2 separate regions of the Zea mays genome follow, and region 2 is linked to region 1. The links are chromatin contacts, called in public Hi-C maps. All regions are on one chromosome and are shown on one strand. The core of a region is the stretch at or near the end of the contact, and the rest is flanking DNA. Distances in the headings are between cores, read along the strand shown. Region 1 holds the start of LOC103646920 (probable beta-D-xylosidase 7). Region 2 holds the start of LOC109944021 (BCL-6 corepressor-like protein 1).

Evidence for each region. A called contact is a pair of places that touch in the nucleus more often than the background predicts.
Region 2: a contact with region 1 is called in a Hi-C map of leaf, with 5 times the contacts expected there. The contact joins the promoter of LOC109944021 here to the promoter of LOC103646920 in region 1. A contact is called at or near these places in 2 of 25 Hi-C or Micro-C datasets (both in leaf).

The regions. Positions count from the first base shown.
Region 1 is chr2:122,651,861-122,657,928 of Zm-B73-REFERENCE-NAM-5.0, forward strand. LOC103646920 (probable beta-D-xylosidase 7) reads right to left here and starts at 1,466. Exons shown (of 3, transcript XM_008671536.2): 1 at 1,021-1,466; 2 at 1-43. The coding sequence starts at 1,422.
Region 2 is chr2:123,099,315-123,105,917 of Zm-B73-REFERENCE-NAM-5.0, forward strand. It overlaps LOC109944021 (BCL-6 corepressor-like protein 1), which reads left to right and starts at 2,631. Exons shown (of 2, transcript XR_002267267.2): 1 at 2,631-3,621; 2 at 5,453-5,608.

The DNA of each region.
Region 1 (6,068 bases), core at 216-2,715:
CCTGTCCCAGGTTGTATAGCGCCCGGGCCTCCCGGCCGATGGCCTGCACGATACCATGCATGACAGGTGGAGATGAATATATCAAATTGTCACAATATTACCATGCATGGCATGCACGACTGTAGGACATGCTTGAATTGCACGCTCAACAAGTTTGGTGACTGCAACTTTGGCAATTGTTCAAGTTCGTAACCGATAGGTGTGAGTTGTACTGCTGTTCCCTCATTTATCGATCATGGAGGGTGCGGGTGCAAAGCAATGTGACAACGACAGGCACATGCGACCCTAAATGATGAACAGTACTGCGTCATTGCGTGGCATATTATTCAAACGCAGTAACCACATTGCTCTAAGGTACCTGCTTTCGGCTAATGATGATGACAACAGGATGCTTACTCTGTTCTTACACCCCAGTTCGCAGTAAGCATAACCATAGTTTTTTATTATTCGGGTGTTCGACCAGACCTCACCACCGAGCCCCACCGCATGGGCTGAGGGAAGCTCTAACAGTTGTATATATATTGGTTGGCAATTGGCATACCAATCAATAGATCGGAGCAGGCCGCCCAAACAAAAGCAGGGTCGTGCTCGATCTATCAGAGCGTACTGCACTAGGCCTGCATAGTGCGAAGACGCATATACCTTTGCAACCACAACATATCGTACTACACCTGCGACCTATCAGAGTCACATTCTGAACGTACCTAACTGTTACTCCACAGCAGGACCTATCGTGACGGCGTTAGTTACAAGTTACAACCACCATATTCGTGTCTAGGCATCCGCGGCGACTGAAGTACTAACCACCATTGTAGTGCCTAATCTATGTCAGACATTCACAGGGATAGACATGTTTGTATTACATACTGTAGAACTGAATATACGTGTGCATGCTTCAGTATCGATCTGCCCCTAGCTAGCCATCTGTGTTTCCAATACGTTTATTGACGTAAGCATATAGTGCAATGCATCCCCATACCATACTGCCAGGTATGTCAGGTAGAGGCGCGTATCGCATACCTGGCCGATGCGAAACCAGAGGCTCTCATCGAAGGAGGCGGTGGTGAGCAGCACCTGCGGGAAGCTGGTCACGGCGCTGACGGTGCCATTGAACCGCATGCCGTGGCCCCAGAAGGCGAGCCCGTGCAGGCCCTCCGACCACCACTTGTACGGAGGCACTCCCAGCCGCGGCACTCCCGCCGCTTCGTCCCCAAGCTGCGACACCTTCTCCGCCACCGTCAGCCGCGACACCAGGTCCGCCGCGCGCCGCGCCGCGGGGAGCGAACGGTCGCAGAAAGGGTAGGCCCGCGACGCAGATGACGGGCCGCACGAGAACATGGGGTCGCTCGCCACGGCCAATGAAAAGGACAGTGCAAGGAGCAGCAGCGCCGTCCTTGCATTGTGGGAGGAGAAGGTATTCATGGCGATCGAAGCAAGTACTTAGCGCGCGATAGGAGGGAGAAGACGTGAGGAGCCAAGGACCAGTGCCAGTGCGCTTATATAAACGTCCTCGCCCAATGGATGGCTGCCACGTTTTCCAGCTAGATCTTTTTTTCTAGTTAGAACCTTTCACATAAACGGATATAAGATCAATAATTTTTTATTTCAACTTTCATGTTTGGTTCCAAATAATCCGTCGATATATACGGTAGTATCTTTTACTGTTATCATCTCGGCAAATCAATCTCGGGTATACTCACGTATACACATTTCATCACCTAGTCGTAGTGCTTAAGCCATACATTGCCTGTTTTCAGTTAAATTAATCTTTCCTCGATTCACCAACTATTAGTGGCGTGGTGAAGTGTATGCCAAATCGTCCTTCAAAAAAGTGTACAAGTTAATCGGTGCGCGTTGGACTTACTACCTAGTGTATTTAATGAGAATTAGTATTTTCACGTTAGTATACAAAATCTCTATAGTGGCGGTCTTAGAGTTATTTTTATTTGTGTTTTTCAGTGCCGCTAGTTTTAGAGGCCAGTGTAAATTGATATTTCCGCTTACGGTTATTTTGGAACCGCCCGTTAAAATGTTATTTTCACTGTCGGTTTTTTAAAAAAAACCGCTAGTCAAAATAACATTTATACTGATGGTTTTCTTAAAAAACCGCCAGTGAAAATAACGATTCCACTCGCCGTTTTCTTAAATAACTGCTAGTGGAAAATGACATTTCTACTTACGGTTTGTTTAATATAACCGCCAGTGGAAATGCTATATTCACAGGTGGTTTTCTTAATAAAATCGCCAGTGAAAATAACATTTTCATTGGCCCTTCTCTTAACTAACTGCCAGTGAAAATGATATTTCTACTTGCGGTTTGCTTAATATAACTGCCAGTGAAAATGAATTTTCCACTATCGGTTTTCTTTATTAGACCGTCGGTGGTAGTTTCCACGCCCTTTTTCAAATTTAAATTTTACATATATTTACACACACAAACATATATATATATAGTCTGTATATTTGAAGTCCTGAGCTTCCAATAACTATAGGAAGCTCTGGCCCAACGGTACTGTCGGGGACCATAATTAGGGGTACCCCCAAGACTCCTAATCTCAGCTGGTAACCCCCATCAGCACAAAGCTGCAAAGGCCTGATGGGTGCGATTAAGTCAAGGCTCGGTCCACTCAAGGGACACGATCTCGCCTCGCCCGAGCCCAGCCTCGGGCAAGGGCAGCCGACCCCGAATGATTTACGTCTCGCCCGAGGGCCCCCTCAAGCAACGGACACACCTTCGACTCGCCCGAGGCCCAGCCTTCGCCAAGAAGCAACCTTGGCCAAATCGCCACGCTGACCGACCGTATCGCAGGAGCATTTAATGCAAGGATGGCCTGACACCTTATCCTGACGCGCGCTTGTCAGTCGACAGAGCCGAAGTGACCGCAGTCACTTCGCCGCACCACTGACCGACCTGACAAGAAGACAGCGCCGCCTGCGCCACTCCGACTGCTGTGCCACTTGACAGAGTGAGGCTGACAGCAGCCAAGTCCGGCCTCGGGCGCCATAAGAAGCTCCGCCTCGCCCGACCCCAGGGCTCGGACTCGGCCTCGGCCCCGGAAGACGACGAACTCCGCCTCGCCCGACCCAGGGCTCGGACTCGGCCTCGGCCCCGGAAGACGACGAACTCCGCCTCGCCCGACCCCAGGGCTCGGACTCGGCCTCGGCCCCGGAAGACGACGAACTCCGCCTCGCCCAACCCAGGGCTCGGAGTCGGCCTCGGCCCCAGAAGACGACGAACTCCGCCTCACCCGACCCCAGGGCTCGGACTCGGCCTCGGCCCCGGAAGACGACGAACTCCGCCTCGCCCGACCCCAGGGCTCGGACTCGGCCCTGGCCTCAGCCGACGGTCTCCGCCTCGCCCGACCCAGGGGCTCGAACTCGACCTCGACCTCGGAAGACAGACTCGACCTTGACCTCGGAGGAGCCTCCGCCTCGCCCGGCCCAGGGCTCGGACCGACCACGTCATAGGAGGGGCCATCATTACCCTACCCCTAGCTAGCTCTGGCTACGGGGAACAAGACCGGCGTCCCATCTGGCTCGCCCTGATAAAACAAATAATGATGGCGCCCCGCGTGCTCCATGACGGCGGCGGCTCTCAGCCCCCTTACGGAAGCAAGGAGACGTCAGCAAGGACTCGACAGCCCCGACAGTTGTCCTTCCGCTAGGCTCCAGCGCTCCTCCGACGGCCACGACATCTCATGAACAGGGTGCCAATACCTCTCCGGCTGCCACGACGGCATGTACTTAGGGCACTAGCTCCTCTCTGCTAGACACGTTAGCACACTGCTACATCTCCCATTGTACACCTGGACCCTCTCCTTACGCCTATAAAAGGAAGGTCCAGGGCCCTCTTACAGAGGGTTGGCCGCGCGGGGAAGGATGGGACGGCGCGCGCATAAGCCTCTCGCTCCCTCCCGCGCGGACGCTTGTAACCCCCTACTGCAAGCGCACCCGACCTGGGCGCGGGACAAACACGAAGGCCGCGGGTTTCCCCTTTTATGCCTGTCTCCCTCCGGTTTCTCCCCCTTCGCGCTCCGTCTCGCGCCGACCCATCTGGGCTGGGGCACGCGGCGACAATTTACTCGTCGGTCTAGGGACTCCCCAGGGTCGACACGCCGACAGTTGGCGCGCCAGGTAGGGGCCTGCTGCGTGTTGACGAACAGCTTCCCGTCAAGCTCCAGATGGGCAGTCTCCAGCAACCTTTCCAGCCCGGGACGGTGCTCCATTTCGGGAGTCTTGAGTTCATGTCCCTCGACGGCAGCTACGACATGATACTCCTTCCCCCGCCGCGCGATAGCGACAATGGCGGCCGACAACCCGCCCGCCGGCGGCGGAATCGACGACGTCTTCCCCATGTGGCGGAAGAACAACATTCGGGTTTGTCCCGTCGCCTCCCCCGCCAACAGAGGAGGAGGCGGGGCAACCAAGGCCAAGCAGGAGGCAGTACCTCGTCGGCTGTCGAGCGAGTCGACGGCGCCAGCGCCCCAACGGGGGACACGTCGGGCATCGACCTCGCTTCTAAGACGAAGACGAGCGTCGTTTCCCCACAACACGCCAATTCCAAGCGGACGGACGATGCCAGCACGCTCGCAAAGGACTTGCTGGGCGTCACCCTCGTACCTGAGACGACGGTGCAGTCTGTCCTTGACGTGACTTCGTTACCGCCCGTCGACCAAGAGGTACCGACCGATTCCCATCTCGTGCCTTTTGGATTCAGCCTCGACCCACCAAGCGACTTCGCTTCGGTGGACGCTTTCATAGAGGCGAGTCCAAACCCTCCGGGGCACGGTATGCGGTCACCCTGGGACCGGCTGACAGCCGTCTCGACCTACGGGCCCTCGGGTTCCGAGGAAGATGACGAGCCCGACTTTTGTTGGGATTTCTCCGGACATGGTAACCCTAGTGCCATGCGGGACTTCATGACCGCATGCGACTACTGCCTTTCCGATTGTTCCGACGGTAGCCGTAGCTTCGGCGACGAGGACTGCGGCCCAAGTCGTGAATGTTTCCACGTCGATCTAGGGGGTCCCGGCGAAGGCAACAATCTTGGTATACCGGAAAACGGTGATCCCCCTAGGCCTCCGCCTCGCGTTGACATCCTTCGGGAGCTAGCTGTGGTCCCAGTCCCTGCGGGGGGTCAGGACGCACAGCTCGAGCAAATCCGCGAGATGTAGGCCAGGCTCGACGAGGGAGCAGGAACACTTGAGCCGTTCCGCCGGGACATCGGGCAGGAATGGGCAGGCCAACCTCCGGCCGGAGAAGCGCGTCATCTACCCCAGGGCATCCAGCACCGCATCGCCGACGATGTCAGGGCAAGGCCGCCACCGGCTTCTAGTGGGGTCGGCCAGAACCTGGCTGCAGCGGCAATACTTCTCCACGCGATGCCGGAGCCATCAACCACCGAGGGGCGGCGTATCCAGAGAGAGCTCAAGAATCTCATGGAGGATGCCGCGGCCCAACGGGCCGAAAGCTCTGCCTCCCGAAGGCAAGGGTACCCCTCGGAGCATCGCGCCGCGACTTCCCGATTCATGCGGGAAGCCTCGGTCCACACTAGGCGCACGAGCAACACAGCGCCTGCGGCCCCGGGTCGCCTCGGCAACGAGCACCATCACCGCAACCGTTGAGCCCACCTCGACGAGAAGGTGCGCCGAGGCTACCACCCCAGGCGTGGGGGACGCTACGACAGCGGGGAGGATCGGAGTCCCTCGCCCGAACCACCCGGTCCGCAGGCTTTCAGCCGGGCCATACGATGGGCGCCGTTCCCGACCCGGTTCCGAACCCCGACTACTATCACAAAGTACTCAGGGGAGACGAGGCCGGAACTGTGGCTCGCGGACTACCGGCTGGCCTGCCACCTTGGTGGAACGGACGATGACAACCTCATCATCCGCAACCTCCCCCTGTTCCTCTCCGACACCGCTCGAGCCTGGCTGGAGCATCTGCCTCCGAGGCAGATCTCCAACTGGGACGACCTGGTCCAAGCCTTCGCCGGCAACTTCTAGGGCACGTACGTGCGCCCTGGGAACTCCTGGGATCTCCGAAGCTGCCACCAGCAGCCGGGAGAGTCT
Region 2 (6,603 bases), core at 1,381-3,880, 450 kb after region 1:
TCAAATTAGGGTAACCTATTGGATCCCATCAAAATTAACCTATGCAGATCATTATGATTAATCAGAACATGACTAGGTAAAAAGAAGTGATCAAGGGCACAATTTGCGTGGCACTCGAGATTCCAATTACTAGGATGATTCTTCAGATCCTCAAAACCTCGCGCTAGTCGTAGCAATACAAACAAACATGGTATAGACAAAATTAACATCACACTATACATAAGAACAAACTGCATAATAATGATCTACGCGAAGCTACGAGATCGTGGGATCGAGAACTACTAAGATTGGAGTCGTGGTCATCAAGTTATGATGTGATTAAATGATTAACACCAGGTTCTATGTTTATTTTGTAATCCCAGAGAAAAGGTAACCTATAGTAGTAATTAATATAACTTTAATCTAAATTATTAATTGACCATAGATCATATTTTAGTAGATGAGCAGATTAACAAGACTAACCAACATAAGTTAAATACAGATCTAATTATAAAATAATGAGACATGGTATAATAAGTGTTGTTATTGCATAGTAAATATTTATATGAGACTAGCGCAATTTGAACGGATCAAATCGGAGTTAAAACGAAGGAGTTATGAATTTCCTAAGGTTTTATGTATTTTATATAAGATTAATTAGAAAATAAATTTTAAAGTGGCTTTCATGTCGAAACAGTGGCACTAATTGATAAACAATAATATTACAAAATTATAGGAACTGAAATGAATTAATTTGGAGCTAGAATGGATTTTCTATGAATTAAATAAATTATAGCCATTATTTTCATATTAAAATCCATTTCTAAATTCATTTCTCTGATTTCTTAATTCCCTGGACTGCACCTCAATTTCTAGAGAAGACAGGGGCGAAACTATCAATCACCCCGGCAGCACTTCTATTTCGGTTATCCCCCGCCCGTAGAAGCTGATTCGATTCAAAGATATGCGAACGAAAGGAACATCGAACACACGATATATGATTCGAGATGAGATTGCCATCCCAATAGGAATAGTCATAGGGAGCTACCAGACACCGGCCATACATATCCGAATGAGACGAACAAGCATTCCTCCGTTTTGGGTCACTCCCTTCTCAGGATACATACGACTAGAGAGTAGATACTTTACCCAACGGCCATGATGAGAGTCACAGAGGAGCAGCCATTCCGAAGTAAGAGCCTGACTAAGGCTTCCTTGCTCAGTGAGTAAGCAAGTCGTAAGACCCGTGCGTCCCCCCTAGTAAGACAAAAATAGAAGAGATGATAAAAAAGATAAAGAAGGAAAAGAGCATTTTTCTTTTCTTCATATCGATTCTACTAAATCTCATAGTTACTCTAAACTTTGAAGCTCAGCTCTGCTCCCAAAAGAGAAAGGAGACTGAGATAGGGGTTGTCCTTGGTTTTTCCAAGGAAAGGAAATTCTTTTGAGAACCTGATCATAGAGGAGCCATATGAAGCTAAGGTTTTTGGAATAGTGGTGGGCTGGTAATGTAATAAGGGAAAGGAAGCTAGCTGCTTCCATATCGCCCCCCAAAATAACCAATAAGTTCCAGAGGCATCTTACTTCAGCAGACTCAGACCGCGCTTGCCCAGGACCGAGGTGTAACACCCTAGGTGTTTATCGTCTGCTCGACCACGAGTGCGAACATTAACACGTGATAGCGGTGAATGTAAAGGTCACTAAATTTTAATCATCCTTATTTATCACGATTTTGATATCGTATCTGTCTCCATCTGTCTATATTGTACTAATTTATTTTGCAAAATTCAGACTTTAGTAATTTTCGAAACATCGAATCCAGTATCGTTTGGGTTGAGCCATCGACGTCTTGCCCAAACTCTAATCCTTGAAATCGAATCTGGTTCCTTATTTCGTTTGAAATTCTTTCACGCTTACGTTGCACGTGTCTCTCTGTGGCCTGACATTGTGACACGTGTGGCGGGCGCAACCCTGTGTGTGACAACGCACAGCTTCTCACTTACGTGAAAGACACGTATCGTCTCCGTGGAGGTCCCCGTGTGCACCTTATCTCCCTACCGCTATCCCTTTCGTTTATCCGAATCGGCCACCGATTCAACTCTTCACTACGTGCCGCGCCTTCCGTCACTCCGTTGTCGCATGTTCGACATGCTAGCGAGTGTAAAATTTGGGAATCGACTAATTTCATAAATCTGGACTGCGCGTGCTATTCGAGGAAAACACACGCAAAGTCGATAACCAAGGTTGGTTTCATCCTGCACGCTAATTATGGTAGAGAAATCCAAGTATTTGGTTGCGGGCGAATTTATTCGATCCGAGATAAATCAATGGAACAATACTATCTTATCCCAGATAAATTAAGTGGATCTCGACAACTAAAGTTTTTGGTGCAAAATAATTTCGTCTCCGCTTGTCAACTGAGAAATCGCGTCTGAGGATTTATAATTGAGATTTATTCGTCCAGTAAATTATCTGCTCTAAATTAAATCAAGCGCAGTTTGTACTAGTTTGACTAGTATCTTTTGTTTCTTCCGGTTACATCTCGCGCAGACCAAATCTGAGAACTAGATTATCTGTGTAAGTCTTTTGTAACAAAAATTGGAGAAAAGAGCAAAAATCTGAATTTCTTTTCTCCCTTCCACCGCCTAAACCCTCTAACTTATCCCCTTCGTGAAGCCACCATTCCTGGTGCCGATCTCATCCGCCCCATGCCTAGAAATTTTCGAAATTCTTCCACGTACTCAATTTTTGGAACCTCCCGTACGTCCTCATCACCTGCACAAGCCGACGCTCGTTCTCATCCTCTAGCCGCCGCCCTTGCTTTCCATGGCGGCGCTTCCAGCTCCTGGCAACAGCACCGCCCGCCCTCCCTGCTCGCGGTTCCTATTCCCTGGCGCTCGCCCTTGCCCCAGCCATGGACGCTGTCAGCCTCGACTTCCTCTGGCCGCGGCATCCGTCTTGTTCCCCGCTCCATCCATTTCTCCCTCCTATGGCGCACTCCTTCCCCTGGTCGCCCAAGGCCACGTCCTTTGCTCCTCCCCATAGCGTCTCCTTCTCTGGTTGCAGTTATGAAACAGCAGCTGCCGTTGTCCCTCCCTGGCTCTAGCTCTCCAAGCCGATGCTGCTCGCTGCCCCCTCTCCAAGCTGACGCCCCAACCAAGGCTGCCTCCCCCACAACAGCACCTTGCCCATGGCCGAGCTTGTCCCTACAGCGTGGATGCTATCGCCCTCCCCACGCTAGCAGCAAGCAGTGCCCTCCCCTTTCTGCAGCAAGTGGATGCTCCCAGCCCCTCCCTTGTTCCTATGGCCATTTCCAGCCATCTCCCATGGCCGACCCCAACTCCTCCCATGGACGCCGTTCCCTCCCTGCTCCAGTTTTCTCCATGGTTGCGGCCTTGTGGAACCACGCAACCTCTGCTGCTCCCATGGTGATCTCTAAATACCTTTGTTGTTTTACTAGTTCTTTGTTAATACCCCGCTGATGTGATGTTTTATGTGTGTTGATGTGTGCGATATGGAGTAAAATCCTTGGAGAATTAGGTGGAGAATAAGGTTAAGTTTAACGCTCCTTAGGTGTTCGATGATATGCTCGAACTGGTGGTCGTCTTCGTTCTTGCTGAAATCGAGTCGGAGCATGATGTGGTGAGCCAAGTCGTTTCTCCGACTACTTAGTTAATGAATGATTTGGTTATATAATTATTGTTGTAATGGTATTTGATGTATGATGAAATAATTTGGTTGTGTGCCATGATTTTTTTTGACGTCATGATTGGATAGTAGAAGTATTGTTTGAGGGGAAGTTTAGGTATTAGGTGCAGATTTTACGAGGAGTGCTTTAGAGAGTACATATGTTAAGTATAATTAAATGGATGTTATAAAACACAGAGTATGGTTCTGTTTAGGCAAGGAATGCTTTGATTGATGCGTTGGTAAGCTGTGGTTAACCAAAATAGGAACTAAATTGAATTTTTGCTGTTTGGACTTGTTGTTTGGACTGTGTTCAGTTTTAGTATGCAGGTAGTTTAGTGAAGTAAATCATGTTTTCTGTGAAAGTGTTATATATAAAAGTCGTAGATAACTTCTTTATCTTGCTTGTGCTAAAATTTCATGACCATAGGTCTTGTAGTTTAGAAGTTATGATTTTTCCAAGTCCAGTTTCAGAATCTGTCCAAATTTTATACAGGTTTCGAAAATTGGGTTGTTTGGCTAAGTTAAAATGAGAATCAGTCATTAGAAATTATAGGAGAATTGTAGTACTTTCCTTAGCCTTTCCAACAAATTTTGGATCACCTTTTTTAGTGATCTATAAATTAAGTTACAACTGTTTGAGTTAGGATCTCTGAATCTGTCCCTATTTGGACAGCAGAGCCTTTCTCATGTTTTCTGACCTTGATATATATTAAATTAACTTGGGATGTTCATAAATGAATTGTAGAGAATTCTATTAGCTTTCTAAAAAGTCTAGGATCACCTGATTTGGATGTCTGAAACTCCAGTTATGAATTTTTGAAGTAAGTAGTCGAATTCTGTACAAATCTGGACAGAGTTTATGTTTAGTTCTGTTTGACCTTTCTAAAGGTCGAATCTTATTGTGATGATAATACCAAAGGTGTAGAGGACTTTATAAGCTTTCGAGAAAGTCCTAGTTTACTATTTTTAGATGCATATTTTGTGAGTTATGAATAAAACAATTAACCATTGTGCTGCTGTCCAAAATCAGCAGACATTAAAATGATTTGCTTGAAATTTCTTTTGTGTAGGTAACTAGATTGGGTTAGTCCTTGGCTTGATTAATGAAGTATGGTAGTTGCAAATGGTTGTTTAGAGAAGTCGATGCTTTGCTCTAGTTGTCGTGTTCTATATTGAGTGATCGGTTAAATCCCGTAGATGAATATCGATCGTTTAGATTAATAATCCTGAATAGCTATTTATCGTCGTCCAAATCAGTTGAAGGTAAGCAGCATCGGTTGGTCCGCTTTAGTTAAAATCCAAAAGCTATTTAGTGGTCATCATCCATTAGTATTTTAGTTCTTTAGATTTAAAAAATGTGGACTTGTCAAAACTCTGTTATTTGATAAGGCTCTACTTGTTAGATTAAGTGGTGTGGTGCTTGATTTAGTCGATGTGCTATGCCTGATAATCTAGATTAGTAACTCTAAAATATAGTTAAAGTATTTCTATTCGTCACTTTAAGTTATAGGTATCCATGGTTGTTGTGTCTAAGTATTGTTACCCTTCGACATTATGCTTTAACTAAGTAAAGCATAGATCTTGTGATAAAAAAATATATAATGATTGAGTTAGATTGAGTTAAGCTAGAGAACATGATTATTGTGTCTGATTCTATAGACCTATTTAGTGCTTGATTATGAACATTTGTGAGATTTTGCCATTACGTCTCCTTTAATGTGACATTATTTAGTCTTGTTATTTCCCTGTATAATCATTCATGTGCATTATGCATATCATTCAGGTTCGTTAATTGATCACATGATGCGGACGACAAGAACCGAGTTGATCCCAAAATGATGCTGGTGAACGAACCCGAAGCTTGGATGATCTGGTCAAATACCAGGATGAGAGATGCTCCCCAAGCGGACGTCATCTAACAACACTGACTTAGTGTTATTCCAGGCAAGCCCCGGTGCATTTGTCACCCTCTTGTTGTTATAAAACTTTTATCACTTATATGTTGCATTAGGTGATAGGAGTTGTGTGAATAAACAGTTGATGCATTACCATTCCTTGGAATTCGATTACTATTCCTTGATACCTGTTTTATAAAGCGAACTAATGAGGCTTAGCCCTACTTAGAAAAACTAAAAGTTGTTTCTTTTAAAAAAAGAATGATGTGGAACACTGTTATGGGCTTTTTGTTTCAAAAATCAAAGCAAACTTATGGTGATGATTCGCCTTCGGCTGGAGTGGGTTCATCATTCGAAAAAGAGTACCCCTGTCGGGTACCAAAAATGGGAAAATGGTTGGAATAAATCTAGACCAGGCGCTGAGCAGGAAAGGTCGTCTGTTAGTGTCGATTAAGGACCGTTCCGATTGTTGGCCTACTAATCTAGGACCCTTTAACTGGCCACATGCCTCATCATGGGTAAGCTTAGCCTCGGCCAGACCAATACCAGAACAGCTCGCACGCACTGGGAGTGGAGAGATGGCGAGAGTAACGTGTGCCCACCTGGCAAGTGGCTAGATGGTGGGGTGTTGTGCTCTCGGGTCACGTGAACCCGTTCTGGTCTTGAGAAACCTGGTGGCGAGTTAACATATGCAAGGGTTAAGTGCTACATATGTCGTGTGGTTGGAGATCCCCAACTGGGTATTAATCGATTCGGATCGCCGAACTTCTCGGATATGAAGACTGGATCTTCGACCCTCATCGTAGATAACAAGTGAAACTAAAGATGCTAAAATGAAACTAGTGTAGGACAAGTGAATGCTCTAGATAAGGAAAATCTAGATTCAAGAAAAGTACTTAATTTGTGAAGTAAAAGTTTGGCATAAGGATCCACTACTAGTAAGCTTTTCTGCAAAAACGAGTCTTTGAAATTTGATGAGCTTTACCTTGATTCCCAACAAACCAGCATACCCTTGAGAGTCTTTTCTTTAGTCGGGTAA